Regions from separate parts of the Mus musculus genome. Here region 2 is linked to region 1. A link is a contact called in public promoter capture Hi-C data. All regions are on one chromosome and are shown on one strand. The core of a region is the stretch at or near the end of the contact, and the rest is flanking DNA. Distances in the headings are between cores, read along the strand shown.

The links. Capture Hi-C pulls out chosen DNA fragments and counts their contacts.
Region 2: a contact with region 1 is called in a promoter capture Hi-C map of adipose tissue. The contact joins two enhancer-like sites. A contact is called at or near these places in 14 of 39 promoter capture datasets (the 3T3-L1 cell line, 3T3-L1-derived adipocytes, the C10 cell line and 10 more), 2 of 15 datasets of contacts at CTCF or cohesin (large pre-B cells and pro-B cells), 1 of 484 Hi-C or Micro-C datasets (bone marrow-derived macrophages), 8 of 115 datasets of contacts at active chromatin or transcription factors (the HPC-7 cell line, bone marrow-derived macrophages, embryonic stem cells and 2 more) and 3 of 9 other capture datasets (adipose tissue, liver and pancreatic islet).

The regions. Positions count from the first base shown.
Region 1 is chr9:110,601,455-110,604,029 of GRCm38.p6, forward strand. Setd2 (SET domain containing 2) reads left to right here. Exons shown (of 21, transcript NM_001081340.2): 17 at 669-808. Among named protein-coding and RNA genes, the nearest start is that of Nradd, 22 kb to the right of the region's middle. Within about 2 kb of position 1,282, at least 4 of the 459 cell types and tissues checked have an H3K27ac peak or open chromatin away from gene starts, as enhancers often do. A contact at or near this core is called in adipose tissue, where this site is marked.
Region 2 is chr9:110,708,684-110,711,258 of GRCm38.p6, forward strand. It overlaps Ccdc12 (coiled-coil domain containing 12), which reads left to right. Exons shown (of 7, transcript NM_028312.3): 4 at 1,211-1,272; 5 at 1,444-1,478; 6 at 2,403-2,479; 7 at 2,568-2,575. Among named protein-coding and RNA genes, the nearest start is that of Gm35775, 32 kb to the right of the region's middle. Within about 2 kb of position 1,283, at least 207 of the 459 cell types and tissues checked have an H3K27ac peak or open chromatin away from gene starts, as enhancers often do. A contact at or near this core is called in adipose tissue, where this site is marked.

The DNA.
Region 1 (2,575 bases), core at 32-2,531:
AAAAGTAGAGTAGGTTGAATGTTACCATTCTGCCGTCCAGGTCTGTTTATGTATGTCTGTGTCTAGTACCACAGAGATTACAAGGCGGCATCAGATCCCCCGGGGACTGGGCATCAAACCCGGTTTTTCTACAAGAAAAGCAAGTGCTCTTAGCCACTGTGCTCTAATACGGAGTTTTGTATGCTGTTAGCAGTGACTTTTTTTTGTCAATGCTAGTTGGTTTGTTTGTATTGAAGCTGGTAGATGTTGATCTAAATGACCGGTTGTTAGATATTTTTATGGCTTAGGGAGTTCCCTAAGGATCTTCATATGTATTATCTTTTCTTTTTTTTTTTTAAAGATTTATTTATTTATTATATGGAAGTACATTGTAGCTGTCTTCAGACACTCCAGAAGAGGGAGTCAGATCTCGTTACGGATGGTTGTGAGCCACCATGTGGTTGCTGGGATTTGAACTCTGGACCTTCGGAAGAGCAGTCGGGTGCTCTTACCCACTGAGCCATCTCACCAGCCCCATATGTATTATCTTGTTAACTATTTCCCATAGCATACCTTTCCTTTACCTTTTTTGAGGAAAATTAGATGTTTTATTGCTTAAGTAGGCACTTTGCCCTGTTACGTATTGAAAGGAATATCACTGATCAAAAATGTATTTATATATTTTTTAGCCTGAAATGGTTGTAACAAATAATCTACTGGACCTGCCACCACCCTCCCCTCCAAAACCAAAAACGATTGTTTTACCTCCCAACTGGAAGACAGCCCGAGACCCTGAGGGGAAGATCTACTACTACCACGTGATCACAAGGTAAGGGGTCTCGCGGGGCATGCCGCGTCTGCTGTTACTTGGGCAGCTATGCTGCCAGCTGACGTTTGATATTTATTGGCTTCTCACTGATCTAAAGTTGGACTGCTGAATTTCTAAAATCCCATGTGGGTAAGGAAGTAGGGGTGCCAGGTCACATGAGTTTGAGGGGTTTATAAAGCACAGCTACTCAAGGTCAGCCTGTGGTGGTTTTCCTCAGGAATCATCCACTGTGTTCTGTTTGCAGTTGAGGCTTGCTGATTGAGCTCTCTTGGGAGTCATCAGGCTCCAGATACTCACTCATATCTACCTTTTATTTTTCCCAGTGCTGGTATTACAAGCATGTCACAGACCGGTTTTTTATGAGGTTTCATGGGATTAAACTCAGCTTCTCTTGCTTATGCCCTGAATACTTTGCCAACTGAGCCATCTCCCTGTGTGTGCCCTTTGTTTCATTTTGAAATAGATCCATGTAGCCCAGATTGGCTTTGAATGCCTGATCATCCTCTCTGTCTGTCTCTCAAGTGCTGGGACTAGAAGTGTGCACTGCCATGCCCAGCTTCAGAGTCACATCTGAAAGTGCATGCCAGACCTTAGATTATGCCCTTTTAAAGTATGCTTTGGTATATCTACTCCATTGCATTTATTTAGAGTGAATGTATGCATGCCCAGTGTACTATGTCATACACGTAGATGTCAGAGGACAACTTGGAAAAGTTTATTTTTTAATATTATTTTGTGTGCATTGGTGTTTTGTCTGTGTGTATATCTGTGTGACGGTGTCAGATCTCCTGGAACTGGAGTTACAAACAGCTGTGAGTTGCCATGTGGGTGCTGGGAATTGAACCTGGAGCCTCTGGAAGAGCAATGAGTGCACTTAGTCGAAAAGCCATCTCTGTAGCCCTGCACCTGTTTGGTTTTGGTTTTTTGTTTGGTTGGTGGCTTGGTGGGTTGGTTGGGTTTTTGTTTCTTTTTTTTTTAAATGTGAGTTGCAAGGACTGAAGTCAGGTGGTTGGACTGGTTTGAAAGTGATTTTATCCACCAAGCTATCCTCACAGCTTGAGTTTTACTATTTTAACTATGATTCTCTATGATAGCTGGCTTCAGAGTCTTGGCTGAGAATACCTGACTACAAGTCTAGCTTTAAAAAAAAAAAAAAAAAAAAAGCCAGGTGTGGTGGTACATGCCTTTAATCCCAGCACTTGGAAAGGAAGTGAAGGCGGGTTGTCTTCATAGAGAGTTTCAGTACAGCCCAGGCTATATAGGGAGCCTCTGTCTTTAATAGTCTTTATTTATTTATTTATTTTTTATTTTGCTTCAGGTACACAATAGGTATAGTGGTTACTGGGTTTTTTTGTCTGCTCTGGGTACTTTTCTTTTTTTTTTTTCGAGACAGGGTTTCTCTGTGTAGCCCTGGATGTCCTGGAACTCACTCTGTAAACCAGGCTGGCCTGTCTCTGCCTCCTGAGTGCTGGGATTAAAGGCATGCACCACCACTGCCTGGCTCTGTGTACTTTTTAAACCCAGGGCATATTTGCGCCATTTGAAAAGCAGAGATGGGCTGGAGAGATGGCTCAGTGGTTAAGAGTACTGACTGCTCTTCCAGAGGTCCTGAGTTCAATTCCCAGCAACCACATAGTGGCTCACAACCATCTGTAATGAGATCTGACTCCCTCTTTTGGAGTGTCTGAATATATCTCTAGGCTAGAGCCATTGCTGAGGAGAAGCTATCAGAATATATCTCAATCTGACACTTCTGACTTATCTGTG
Region 2 (2,575 bases), core at 33-2,532, 110 kb after region 1:
GCCACAGGCCCTCAGGGCATGAGGAGCAGAAGTGACCTGAGGCACTTGGGCAGCAAGGCAAGGAAGGAGTCAGCAGCAACACAGAGGCCAGAGAGAGCCCTGCCCAGGCTTCCCCACTGCCTAGTCAAAGGGTGAGAGCCCCAGGATGAAGAGAGACCCTCCTGGTCCAGGAGCAGGGTCATCCATCCTCTGTTCTGAAGGATCTGGCTTTGTTTGGTTTTAAGGCAGGGTCTCACTGGAGCTCACTGTGTAGACCGGCCTGGCCTTGAGCTCACAGAGACCCACCTGCCACAGCCTCCCAAGTATTAGGATTAATGGCATGTGCTACCGTGCCTATCTAAAAATCTTAGGTTTTAATTTTTTTTTTTAAAGAATGTATTTATTTTATGTTAGTACATGTCACTGTCTTCAGACACACCATAAGAAGGCATCAGGTCACATTCCAGATGGTTTTGAGTCACCATGTGGTTGCTGGGAATTGAACTCAGGACCAACGGAAGAAGAGTCAGTGCTCTTAACCTCTGAGCCATCTCTCCAGCCCCAGTTTTTAATTTTGATACCAGCTTTTCTTTGTACAAGTAATGAATGAATAAATACCTTATCATAGTTCAGCAGTTGCCCAGTTGTTTCTTGCTAATCCTCTCCCCACCCTGTGGAGCAGCGGCAGGGTCGGGCAAGGACGTCCCACAGGCTGTAGGAGGGGGATGAGAAACTGGCCATTGTCCTATACAAGGAGGCCACCAGGACTCAAGTGTGGCAGAAGAAAGGAAGGTCACAGGGACACATCCCTCGTGACAGGTCTGAAGGCTGTCCACACTGTTGGTCCCCAGAAGGGGACACTCAGAGACCTAGGGTCATGGTGGAGGCGGGAGGTGCCTGTTGTAAGTCTGATGTGGGATGGAAGGAATGATAAGACACCCAGACTCCAGCCATGCCAGACCTGGAGGAGATTCCTAGGGCCTTCACTTTAATGCCACACTCCCCATATACACAGCCACCTCCCATTTCACATCTGGACACCTTGTCCACTCCAGCTATAGCCTGTTCTGTCCCTTTCTGGGCTCTGGGGTCTGCCTTCAACCTAGGAAACTAGACTTGTCTTCCAGAGTTACTGCTGAGTGGGGTCCCTGCTCCTCCCTGGGGCCCCTTAGGTTGTTCTCTCTGGAGTGGCAGCTTCCACATTGCAGGCCTGTGTTCTTTCGCCCTCTAGTGGAGGAGAAGGTGAAGGAGCAGCTGGAGGCAGCCAAGCCAGAGCCTGTCATTGAGGAAGTGGTGAGTCCCTGGGAGGCCCCTCCCTGCTGGGGCTGCTTCCTTCTCTGACTGTCTCTGTTCCCACCCTACTGCCTTCCTGGCCTGCCGACATTTTTCTGCCTCTGTGCCCTGGCTCTCCGCTCCCCCTGAGGCTGGGCCTTGGCCCTGATGAGTTGTCTCCTTTCTCCCTAGGACCTGGCCAACCTGGCACCCCGGAAACCTGATTGGTGAGTGTTGGGGGGTGGGGGTGATAGTGTTTGGTGCATGTCACAGGCCTCAGCTGGGAGGACAGCCAAGGGACAGGTAGGGACGAGCACTGCAAGCCCAGCTCTGCCCAAGAGAGTCAGGGCTAAGGGCTAAGTAAGGCATGGGTGATGGCTGAGAGTAAAGCGCTGAAGAGGGCCGAGGGATGAAAGAGCAGCCATCCTTTCAAGCCTCTTCTGTAGGGGTGAAAAGTCCCCTGCTCTGGGCCATCTGAGTAGTGTCCCCTTTGTGCTCGGGATACTACAGGGAAGAAAGCAGATGGACAGTCAGATAGGGCTTACGTCTCTGTTTTAACTGTAAAGTAGGGAACCCAATCTCTTCAAGCCCAGAAGCCTGGAAGCCCCTCTGAAAATGGGTGAGGGAAGGTGCTGTAGGCTGTAGGCATATCTCTCGGTGCCTTGTCCCAGAGGTCAGGGCTGTTTTCTGGTACCTGCAGATCTGTGGTTACAGATCTACCACAGTGCTTTAATTTGATGAAGCAGGCATGAGGTGTGTGCTGTAGGAACTGCAGCGCCAGAGAACTCGGGCCGAATTTAGGAATTCTGGAAGCCCCAGGAGTGGGGGTCGGAGGCTGTGGCAAGAGGTGGAATAGGGCTGGCAGTTGGCCACGGCAAGTTCCTCTCCGATGCCGACTTAGTGGGGACATAACAGGAGGATCCCAAGGAGCCAGCCACCATGTGTCTCAGTGTCCGCCTTGACTGGGTCTGTGGTACACATCCCCTTATCTCAGTGGAGCTGGGAAGAATGATGGGTCTTGGGGTCCAGAAGAGCAGAGCAGGCAGCATCTCAGGCAGCTGAGGATATAAATATCAAAGCACTGCAGGAGGATCTCAGGGCCACACCACGAAAGCCCTTAGCTTCTCAGTTTCCCCTCTTTCCTGTTCCAGGGATCTCAAGAGAGATGTGGCCAAGAAGCTAGAGAAGCTAGAAAAGCGGACCCAGAGAGCCATCGCGGAGCTGATCCGTAAGTGCCGGCTGCCCCGTGGGCTGGGTCCTGCCCTCAGGACAGTGGCTTCAGCACAGCCCTTTCCACTTGTTTGCTCTCCATCCAGGTGAGCGG